Linked DNA regions of Mus musculus: region 2 is linked to region 1. The links are chromatin contacts, called in public promoter capture Hi-C maps. All regions are on one chromosome and are shown on one strand. Each heading gives the region's core, a stretch centred on a gene start, on an enhancer-like site or on the middle of the called end of the contact. The rest is flanking DNA. Distances are from core to core; before and after follow the strand shown.

Region 1 (6,257 bases), core at 156-2,655:
GTTGCAGTATGATATCCAAAACAGCTTTTACAACTCTGTTTTATTCTCTACAACAAATCAAATGCAACCAGTATAAAATTCAAACTTTTGTAGGTGCCACATTTCAAAAAGTAAAAATAAGGTAAAATTAATTTCATTCTATTTAATCCAATATAACCAGTAATGCTACCATTACAGCATATAACACATTTAAATCATTAATAAGAACCCTTACAAATTTTTATGTAGGTACTTCAGTTTGTATTCATTTCTGCTCTTGAATCAGTATTTCCTACCATAGGTGAATTGGAAGTGCTGAGAGTGGGATGTCTAACAGGAGGCTCCTGGTCAGAGAGTAGCTTTCCCATGGTTCCTCCCTATAGACTCTGTCTTCTTTGTCATCCCGACATCTCTTGTAATCCAGGTGCCTTGTAGACCCTACCTGCATTATGATCCTCCCGTCCTCAGTAGTTAAAAGGCCTTCCCTTTTGCACATGCTTTCTCCATCTCTGCTCAGAAGGTAGCCAGACTTGCTACACATTTTTTTTATCACTCTCAAAAAAAAAAAAAATTCAGTTATATAAACTGCTACTCTTTCTTCAGCCAAAGGCCTAGGCACGCATGGCTCTGAGCTGCTAATTCATTACAGTAAAGTGAAGCAAGCACCTGCACAGATTTGAGGTTCATGAATATGCCCAAAGGTAGAAACACCAGATGATACGACCAGAAGACTTCCTGGAGATCAGTGTTCTAGGTTTGAGTGAACTTGTCAACAATATTTACGCCTCATTTTCTCATTAACACAACAATGGTCAACATCATAGCCTGTGACTCATTTGCTTCATGTTTCTTCGTACAAACTTTTACTTATACAATAATAATGGTAATTACAGTAAGAAGGCTGGATTAATCTAAAGTGTTCTTAATGCTTTTCACAGAGATTATCACTGGAAATCTTCATAATTGTGTGTTGTTACCATAAACACCAAATAGAGTGAAATTAATGGGCCAGCTCAAGCACGCTTCTCCCGGTAAATGCAGAGGCTGGGAAGCAAACTTCACAGGCTTTCTGTAACTCAGCCGTTACCCGTTTTTGTTTTTCAAACAGTTTAAGGGTTGAATTTATTGACTGACACAAATTCATCAGACAGAGAGGAAAACAAATACAAGGAAGGAAAGAGCCTGCTGAGCAAAACGTTCCATGCTGGCGCTGGGCTTTGTTGTGTGTCTGACCGATTCAAGCTCCTTACAGTCCCTCGAAATAGCATTGGCTGTGCAAAATGTCTTCATTCTACTCTCTTCTGGCTCACGCTTACTTCCTCTCACTCTTGCCCTCTTTCTTCCCATGGTTAAAGTCCTGGTGGGTGCTTTCAAACCTCTCTCTGTTTCCACAGGTTTTTCTTTTCAAAGCTGCAGTGAAATGGCTCTGTCTAATCAGGCAGGCACTCGGGACTCTGTCCGTTGACCCCAGGTCTGTCCTCCTTTGTAATCGTGGAAGACTCATCTGTGACATTACTAGTTCCCTGAAACTTGATATGTTTGCATTCCATATTTTTCTTAGGGAAAGAAATCAGCTCTGACAAAGTAATGACCTCCACATAATTGTCTTTAACAAAAAGGTTACAATGTTCTCACCAGAACCAGAGTGGGGAATCACTGGAAATCTTACATTGCTCTCAACTCTTTAAACCATAACAAATAATCATGCCTTATTAACCACCTGCTCCATGAGACTGGAAAAATCAGACTATGGAGGCATTAAATCCTGTCCTTTGACCTCTTCTGTCAGATGCCAGAATGATTATTTCCACTGATCTTGGCTTGACATTAGGATGCAATTGGCTGATCCTCACACGCTTAAGATTTGCTCTCAGATCTCCTGCTAATGTCTATCTTGTACTATGTCTTAGATTTATTATGATTTATTTGCCATGTGGGGAAGCAGTGCCTCCTTTTATCTTTAAAAGGAACAATGTCTGTATGATTGTATGCATTAGTTCTCATTTAGGTCTCATGGGAATGCAGGAAAGATGTTTAGGTCTTAAATAGGCTTTTACCTTTTTGTTTGGTCTCTTTTCCTAAATCAGAATTTGGTCAAGTAGAGAAGAACATGTGAGATGAAACTGTTTGGAAAAAATGAGTTGGGACTTCACACTTGCCGCAAATGGTGTACAATAATGTCATAAACTCGATCCCTTTTCCCAAGTGTGCGCTTAACTTGCTTGTGTGGTAATGTAGTTTCGGAACTATTAGTGTTTGTAAAACACAGTTGGATTTGGTGTTGCCTTTGAATTACAGGCTTGACGAACCAGCATTGTGAGAAACGCTAGCCCAGTTTTTGATCAGAATGAAGAATGGAGGAGGAAAATTGTGTTAGATAATGAGAGAGAGAGAGAGAGAGAGAGAGAGAGAGAGAGAGAGAGAGAGAGAGAGAGAGAGAGAGAGATTGAGCAGGGGATTTACTCCAACAAAATACACAAGAGCAAATTTCAGATTACTGGATCCCTTATTCTCTTAGAAGCATTATGATGGGAATAACATTAATGAGAATTTGAACAAAACCAGTAATGTTTGAAAACATCAGCTAGAACAGAAATCTCAGGATAGAAGAGTAAAATGAAGACAACAGCATTGAGTCCGTGAGCTTATACTAGGCTCTGGGAAAAGGATTATCCTTTCTATTTTAGTAAGCTCCACATTCATTGATGAATATTTAAGAGGAACACACACTGTTTTCTACCTCAGGAAAGACTTATATATTAAGTCATTGATTTTACCATGTCTTTGCAAGCCACTCCTTACCCTTTTGATTAAGTTAGTCACAGCTTTTCTATTGTTTGCTACCATGAACTGAAACTGGTTGACAATTATGAATTTTTGATTCAGACTGTACAGGACATTTGTTAAATAATGAAGAGACTGGCTACCTATCAAAGAGAAGAGAAAGGATAAGCATATTTATAAGATTCTAATGGAAACACGTGGGGACTGGAATATGAAATTACCAAGATAACAGAAGTAACCGGAGCAAAAGAAAATGAAAGGAAGCTAGGATGGTAGTAACCAAACCACTGTTCACATTTTGTTTTATATTCTTTCGTTTTGTTTTGTTTTGAATCAATTCCCTCACTCTACACACACACCGATGTCGAGCCCAGAGCTCAATTTTGAAATACTTTAACTGTATTCAGATATTAAAAGATATATTAAAAAATAATTTACAGTGAAAGTTAAAATGGGTTTGGTTTCTTTGGTACACATTGAAAATGTTGACCTTCACACAAAGAACTACAAAGTAAAAGGAAATTATTTGAGAAATTGTTTACTACTGGATTTCAGCAAAACCAAGCTGTAATATCTTACTAGAGATTATCAATATTCTCATATAATTAACCTGAAGTGCACATAAACTGTATATTTACATCATTAGTATTAACCTTTTTTATCTTGACACCTAAACACAGTAGTTATTCAATTATTCATATGCAATGCATTTGTAATGATGGCAAGTGGAAATGATGACAGTGAAAGTAATAATAAAGGCAGCAATTCAATAGCCAAGGCATTTGAAAAACTTGGATTGAAATGCTAAAATATTTTTAGAAGAGTTGCAAGATAGTAACAGATAAAGTAAGCCCAGGTGAGTATTTCATGAAATATTAAATACAGAGAAACCTAGGGTACATACTGGACTTTTAGGTTTTTTAGTACAGATATTCATCACAACTGGACATATCATAAAAAACTGATGCTCTCTGAATATCTACATCATTTTAATTCGGAAAGAACAAAACCATTCTTATACCACAACAGACTAATGAAATGTTTGATAACAAGGCTAAATGGTGCATTGTCTTCTAGCTAGGAGCGTAGACTTGCAGTATTCAAGTTTTCCAGTCCATACTGGAATGGCCAAATGATGGCTAGTTGAATTTTTTGAGAACCTGCCTATTTTGTATTCCATTTCATGGGAAATACTCCCCCCCTGAATATGAAAAGACTTGAGGTGAACTGCTTTTCAAGTCTGACATTAGCTTATTCTGACCTTTGCACTTGCTGGATCAATAGGGCCGTTGCAGATCAAAACGTCTCCTTTCCTCTGGGAGGATGCAGATACACATGACAAGACCCAAGTCTTGGCAAGCAGCATGCAAGCTGGATTTGTCCCCGAGGCTGAACTCATTCATCCATTGTATAATTGTAGGCTGCATAGCTACATTTTACTATCTTTATTTTTTTTCTCAACTAGTTTTATGAATTCTCCAGTCAAATAGTTCATTGGACCTACTACACATCAGAAGTTGTTAGGTGTATTCTTTGTCATCCTGTATTTTCTCTCTTTGCTCAAATCGACCCTTCACCTATGATTTAAAGAAGAATATAAACCTCTATACTTTTCTCCCTGGTGTAATGCTTTATGTTGTTAGTTTTATTTTTATGTATTTCCTCAAAAACTCTCATAAAGAAATATATCCTCAAATGATTTATAATGGTGTCAAAGCTGACACACCTTGATATACAAAACTCACCTGTTGGGTTTATTTTCTTTGCTAAAGACATATGGGATGCCTGAAAATAAGCTTTTATCTAGTCTATTCCAGACTTTTTGCTTAGTCTGCATTATTCCAAGACAGAATCAAGGATGCTAAATTTCTTTTATTGAATGCTGTTTGGAACAACAGCCAGTGGCAGAGTGGGCTAGTCATTTTTTATTGAAGTGTTGGGGTTCTTAGAACAAATCTAAAGCTCTCAGTGGTCTGGAATACAAAACATGTTCTCTCATTTTGTAAAACGAATTGTTATTTTTGTAGTCTATCATATGGTGGTAGTCATCTCTTTCATTCTAAGAATAAATGTAGAGAGGTGTTGTTGCTTTAGTCAATCATAGTCTTCAAGTGTCGCAATCTGGACATTATCTGTAGTCAGCAGTGGATACACGAAACCTAGCTCCTAAGCAGTCAGCTGTCCAGGGCTTATCTTTGCTAACACCCAAGTCATCATTTGTATTGTAGCATTCTCTTCTCACACCACTTTGTAAAGAGAGCATTTAGGATTTAAGAATAGTTATTGTTAATCAGAGGAAATGTGGGAGGGCTGGATCCTGTCAAACACTGGTTTGAGTTTCGCTCTGAAAATTTCTGGATGAAAATATAGATTCTGTAAACATCATGTGGAATCACAGATCTTAGCTGGAGAACATAGACAGCATCAAAAACTTCACAGAAGAGAGTTTTTTTTTTCCAAGTGAGAACTAATAATAACTTAAGTGATTCTTATTAGTGTATTTGAGCACACAGTTTAAGAATATGCCAAGTATATTCTCTTTTGATTTAATATCCCACTCCTTGCCTTTTCCTTATGGTTTCTCTCTTGCATAAATGATGTCTGTAACATTTACCCCAGAATTTCCTCCAAACTAAAATAATATGGGGAAAATATTAAATGTTTGCCTTATGCAAACATTACAACTAGTGAGGAAGAAAGAGACTTTCCCATCTAGAGAAACATATGATTTCTAAAGATGGAAACTAGATATTTTGATTATGAGTACTTAACTTTTTCATGTAAATAGTTATGATTTTTATAGTAATTATTTAGATAGCCTACTAAATAGTGTGATTTAGCATAATGTCTTCTATTATCTATATTTTTGGAAAATTTTATAAACTCCAAATTCTTAGAGTAAGATGTACTCTATGCTCCAGTTGCTTCAAATGAAAAGAATATGAACTTAGAAAAGAGACTTAATGATGCTATTAGTCCATTTGGCTGAAAAAGCCTCAGGTATTACACAGCCCAACAATTTAAACTTCAGCTGTCTGAGAGACAGCATTTAATTAGTTTAAAACTTGTGCTCTTGATCTAAATGTAGGGTTTTGTCACTAGGGAATAATCTGATCTCATTCTAAAAATTGCCTTCTTTTTCTCACACAGAAAATCCTATTGAGTGACCTTTGACTCCAAATGGGCATAGTAAAGAAATGTAGGCATCTTAATGGCATGCCCAAGAACACACAGTTTGGAAGTATCAGAGAGACTCTACACTTTCTGCAACAATTAGTGCCTGGTAAAAACAAAATCACTTAACATCACCCTGATTTATTCCATCACTCACTAACTGGATGAAAGTGATCATATAGGTTCTTTAAAGCTAGAATCAAATATCATTTCAAACTGAGGCAAATATTAGAGAGCTCCAAGCTTCTAATTTTTTAAAAGGAAGACTGGAAAAGGATTTTTCCTAACCCTACATCTGACAGAGGGCTAATATCCAATAT
Region 2 (5,681 bases), core at 3,166-5,665, 1.4 Mb before region 1:
ACAGATAAGGAAAGAGCAGATATCAACATGGAGCAACTCAGTTCATCAGGGCTCCTCCTCATTCTTTCCAGTTGCTCTTTCTGGAGAATCACAAACAGTTTTTAAGAAAACTCTTTGAACAGAAAGTTCATTCTCCATTAATCTCCCCAACAGTAGGCTCGTTAGCTAGAATAAAAGACTATGATGCACAGGATGTATGACTACCCTCGGACTTTAAATCTTTTGCCTTATATAGTCAACCTCAACTCAAATCTCGACTGAAAAATTCTTTCAGGGGGAGATAGCATCTTACCACCTAATTTTTTTTTATGTTTTCACTTGTTAAATAACCTTATTTGTTCTTAGAAAACTCATCAAGAGATACATGTATTCCCAGAATAGTAGTTGCCTTGTCCTTTCATGTCCTCTATTTGCCCCAAATTGACACACTTTCTAAATAATAAGATGGACTGAGATGGTAAGAAAAACTGAGGACTGAGGGCCATCCCATCACAGGTGAAAAATGCTTGGAAACTAGCAAGAGGTGCTCTCTACCTGTTAAAATAGAAGCCTCTTCGAAGCCTTCTTCTGCAAAGGTCTATGTAAGAGCAGACCATTGCCAGAAGTAGAGGACAACAGAAAGCAAAGGGGAAAAAAAAAAAAGGAAAAGACCAGGTGGTCTCTCAACATGTTTGTGAATACAGTTTTCTAGAAAATAACTCAAGCTTTGTATATGACAGCTAAACCTCCTCCTTCTCAGAAAAAAAAAAAGAGAGAGAAAAGATTTTTGTTGTTGTTTCTGTGATCTTAGAAGTAGAGAGTAAAAGAAAACTGGCTGCCCTTCTCCCACATGGCATAGACCACTGCCATGAGAAGAATGATGGATGCACACAACATGGGCCCTCTAGGGAGCTGACCGTGTCACCCCATAGGGTCAGGCAGCAGCGCAGAGGTGATGTGTCCTACACACCTGTATATCTTACTTTGAAAGACTGAGCAACCATTGGTAATATCAATCACTTAACTCCACCTGCAACTGAAAACCCAAAATTCCTGTCACCATGCAATACTTCAGAAGATTAACCTGCGCTGCATGATTCTTAATATTTGAAGACTCTTGGACCATCGGCTGAATTCCAGAGCATGGAGAGTGCTTCATTTTGTGCTGACTGAACTACATGTCCTTGCTCTGACATTCCTTGCCTTCCGCGTCACTGAGAAACCTGCGGTACAGCAAGCATGTGCTGCTCCCCGTTGCCTCTCTGGTGTGATCTCATAGCTGACTGTCCTAACTAAAATTCACAAGTAAGAACATTTTATTCGAAGATATCACTACACTGTCTTCATATAAAGCTATCACCATAAAACTGTCTGCCTAGCCAGTCCCAATAAGTGTAGAAGACATGCCAGAGAGAAATCCTGGGAGAGTTCTCAGTCTAGTACACACAAATACATGCAAGTCCTCTCCACAACATATGACATGGCTCATAAAATCAGTTACACTGATTTCCCTGATTAAGAGAGACATCTTGAAGATGAGCTTGATTAAAGAAAATATATTTAAATGAGATTGACTGTACCACGGAATTTTGGTACACTGACCAAATTATAAGCTCTCTGGTACAAAATCAAATGAAGCAATTTGGAAAACATACTGATACGGAGCTATCAAAAGCCAAGTCTGCCTGCGGTATAAAGGTCAATGGAAGGCTCAACAGAACAGCAGCATGTCAAAACCAACAGCCTATCCATTTGCCTTCCTTTTTTTCTACATTTTTATTCAGTTATCCACCACAAAAAAAAAAAAAAAAAAAAAAAAAAAAAAAAGGAAGAAAGAAACTATGGCAGAGTTGAAACTAGAAGGGAGAAAAACAAGCCCTATATCCTTTCATGACTCATGTGTCCCTTTGCCTACATTCCATCCTTCCTCATTACCTAATGTCACCCTTCCTTGCTCTCCTTTCTAAGTCTTACACTACACCTATAGTTAGCTATGCTTGCTTGCTGTTTACACACACGCAGTACATGTATTATAGGCTAGGATCCACATTTCAGAAAGAACATGCAATGCTTTCTTGCATGAGTTTGGTTCACCTCACTTAACAGTATACTTCCCAAGTCCATACATTTTCCTGTAAATTTTGTGATTTCATTTTTCTCATGAAAACAATATGAAGAACTGTAGGCTTCATATATAGCAACAGTGTACACTCAGAAACACAAATTGGGAAGAAATAATTCATTCGTAATAGCCCTAGGATAAATAGCACTCATAAGATTCTGAATCAACTTATTCTTTTCTGGCATCTTCATTTCTCCATAGTCCATCTCCATAGTCAAATTTTGCACTTTGATGTATTTGGTTATAACTTCTTAGAAATAGAGACTTTGCTATCTCCATCATAATATATCGTCCCAAATCAAAAGGTGTGTGTTAAATGTTACAAATGAATTATATTTATATACTTAATGCATTTTTGGTACCTAGAACTTAATGTTACAAGAACATTATTTAAATCAAGAAGATACCCATAATTTTAAGTATCAAGATGAGAAATTTCTACAGTCACCATTACATTTACTGCTGTCCAATAAGAAGACAAAAGGGCCATTTATGTCATACTAAACTCAGACCTTCTGGTTCCATCCTCTGCTAAAAGTCTTCTCTTGTATTCAGAAATGCAGATTATGTTCTTTCCATAGTGAAAGACAATTTAAAAGCTTACTCGGTTGAATAAAATGGCTCTTATGTAATCCTTATTATTGCATCTGTTCTCTGTCTTAATTGGTGGTGGTAATGAATACTTCATTCCCAATAATTTATTCCAAATTCCTTTCAAGTCAACAAAATCGCTTCCTCTTAACACAGGTTTTGCTTCTTATTTGTTTGGTGACAGGAGGACTGATGATTGGCTTTGACTGGTCCTGATGCAGAACCTATCGTTTGATCATTTATTTATGAATATGATGGAGCTGTGTGCAGAGTAAAATAAACATTGTGCTAAGCATTCAGTAAAAATAGATGAATGCACACTTAAAGAAACAGCTAGTACATAGTAATATTTAATCATTACAAGTCACTTTACCATGATTGCCAATAAACTACTTTATTTTGCCACATATTAAAATATTCTAATAATCAACTCAGTGTGAAGGCTAATTTGTATTATTTGTTAGTCATTTTAATTACACGGGGGAATGATATCATTTTTTTTCCTCAGGAATTTTCTTTTCTCCTCTCAATCTCATTAAAAAGAAAACAAACAAAACACCCAACAACAACGACAGCAGCAACAACAGTGTGCCTCTACTTTTAAAGCCTGTCCCATAGGCCTCCCATAGTGCAAGTAGTGGTATTTCAGTAGCTACAGCTCACTTGGGGGATTTAGCCTTTCCAGCTATTAGCAGCTGCGCCCCACCTTCTCAGTTCTGCAGAGCGGTGAGTGAACTTCTCCAGAATAATATCTGATATTTCTAGGGCAAAAATAACACCTCCAAGTTGGCAAGCGATTTAACACTTTTTCCAGATGAGGTAGGATATGTTAACTCGAGGTGCTTACACTCCTGGGTGAGTGTGGCAATATGCTTCAGGTGCACTTTGAGGGTCTTGGGGGCAACATGGACCTGTGTTAAGTGACTTTCCATTCGGTCATTTTCCTAACAAAAGGATAAGGAAAGGTAACCTACCTTTATGTGACAGGCGTAGCCTGGGGTAGGAGGGGTTCGCGGAGTGACCTGGGGTCCAGAGTTCCAGCAGGTGACCCCAGAGCAGCAAGGTGAGGATGTGTCCGGCCGGTGCCATGGTGCGTGCTGGCTCTCCTCTGGCCCCTGCAGCCACACTTTAAGACAGGATTGAGTTTTACTTAGTACTTCCCTCCAGGGGCAACTGCGGGCGACAGGCTTTGTCACAAACAGAAGGGGTTGTCATCAGAAAATACCATTCCCAAGTGCCATTTGCCGGGCAATATTTGGATCCGCTAAGCCTTTCTGTCCTTGGGCCCGGTGGTTAGAAGCGCGGAGCAAGAGACCGTCCAAGGAGCGCGTCTTGAGAGCCAGGTCCGGGCTGGTGCTGTCGCCGTCACCCAGACGCGGAGTGAGGAGGAGGCTGTGGCTAGCTTCAGTCTCCCCGCCAGCTATTCATTGAGAAAACAGTCGGAGCAGAGCAGCAGCCTCCCCCAGCTCTTCCCCCAGCCTCCCCGCCAGCCTCCCAGAAGTCAGCCTCCTGCACTGACTTGCCGAGCAGCTAGTTCGTATTCGCCTCTCCTCTCGATAATTAGAAGCAAGAAGTGCCACTTGCGCCAGGAGCGCGGGATCCACCCAGCGGGGATGCCGCCTGTCAGCGCTCTGTTTACAGGAAAGTTCAGGCAGGGTTGAGCCCGCGCGCGTTTCTAGGAAGTGTCTCCAGCCCACGTGCCTCGCCGCATCTCCCCGGCTCTGACCCGCCCGCCAGGCAAGGGAGACAGGTCCTCACCCTGTCGGGGCGGGGCCAGGAAGACCTGCAGAATACTATTGAGCATGTGAAAGGCTGAGCCGTGGCCTCGGGAAGGACTTTGAAATGCTCATTCATCTTTCAATAAATCCACAGTCTAAATCTCCCACTATCCGGGAGCCAAATTAATTTGTTCACTGTTTCCACAGAACCTTGTTCACAATTCAAGTTTTCTGTATTTTCCATCTTAGAAATGTTACTTTTGACTCTTGAGGAAAGTGCGTATTTCAAGAGCCAGAGGGGTAAAATGTCACTTTTCCATCGTTTCATAAATGAGTTAATATGAAAAAAGAAATCTGCCGTATATTCATTTTCCTAAAACAAAAACATATCTCAGCTCACATTTAAGAAAGATTAAAGGTCAAGGTATTGGTCTTCTGAGAGAGGTGTCTCGATGTAGAGAGGTGTAGGTAAAGTTGAGACTCTCTACTCGCTGGGCCTGGGTAAGGCAAGCATTAACACAGGATGTAAAGTACCTTGGAAGTCAGTGTTGTGCACTCTCAGAGTTTATTTTCATGACACCATGTTTGTGTAAGTAAACTTAACACAATAGGTCAGCTGTTCAATCTACTTTCAAGCAGTTTCAAAAACTAAACCAAACGTTCTAGAGCTGCTGGCATGGAAATGAATTGTATTATTTCAAGACAGCAGTAAGCTGTAATAGCGGTTTGGTCTCACAGCTGAAAGTTAAATGGTAAACAAATGATATCCGCTATGATGGCTTTTTCTTCTTAGTCTTCATTTTATATATAGCAATGGCTGTGGACAGTTTTTCAGAATTATGTGCTTAAAGTGATATGATTATAACAAAAAGATAACTTAGGTCATTCCAATATCCTACATTCTATACAAGCAAGAAGTCCAACCAGGCATCCTTTACCCATGTTTAAAGGATAACATGGACAGAGTATATTTAGCAAAATGTAAATGTCACCGGAGATTATAAATAATTAGATTTGCAAGGTTCACAAAAGATAACAAACTCTAAACAGTACTTAACGCTGAAACAACATGAAGTATGTCGACTTTTAACACGGGGTGGTCTTTGTAGACACTTGCATATTTTAAAAGCCAGGGAGATGGGCTACAGACCTAACTGTAACATCCTGTAACTTCACAATCATTTCACTCTGTTCCAGAAACCAAAGTAACTAGAACATAGATAACAACTTTATCAGCTTTACCTAAGGGCAGGGTCTGTGCATTGATTACT

What was found. Promoter capture Hi-C pulls out the DNA fragments that hold promoters and counts their contacts.
Region 2: a contact with region 1 is called in a promoter capture Hi-C map of cranial neural crest. The contact joins the promoter of Sema3e here to the enhancer-like site in region 1. A contact is called at or near these places in 3 of 39 promoter capture datasets (the 3T3-L1 cell line, cranial neural crest and hippocampal neurons), 1 of 115 datasets of contacts at active chromatin or transcription factors (embryonic stem cells) and 1 of 9 other capture datasets (embryonic stem cells).

What each region holds. Positions count from the first base shown.
Region 1 is chr5:12,629,794-12,636,050 of GRCm38.p6, reverse strand. No RefSeq gene overlaps it. Among named protein-coding and RNA genes, the nearest start is that of Sema3d, 250 kb to the right of the region's middle. Within about 2 kb of position 1,405, at least 15 of the 459 cell types and tissues checked have an H3K27ac peak or open chromatin away from gene starts, as enhancers often do.
Region 2 is chr5:14,024,010-14,029,690 of GRCm38.p6, reverse strand. It overlaps Sema3e (sema domain, immunoglobulin domain (Ig), short basic domain, secreted, (semaphorin) 3E), which reads right to left and starts at 4,415. Exons shown (of 17, transcript NM_011348.2): 1 at 3,667-4,415. The coding sequence starts at 3,781.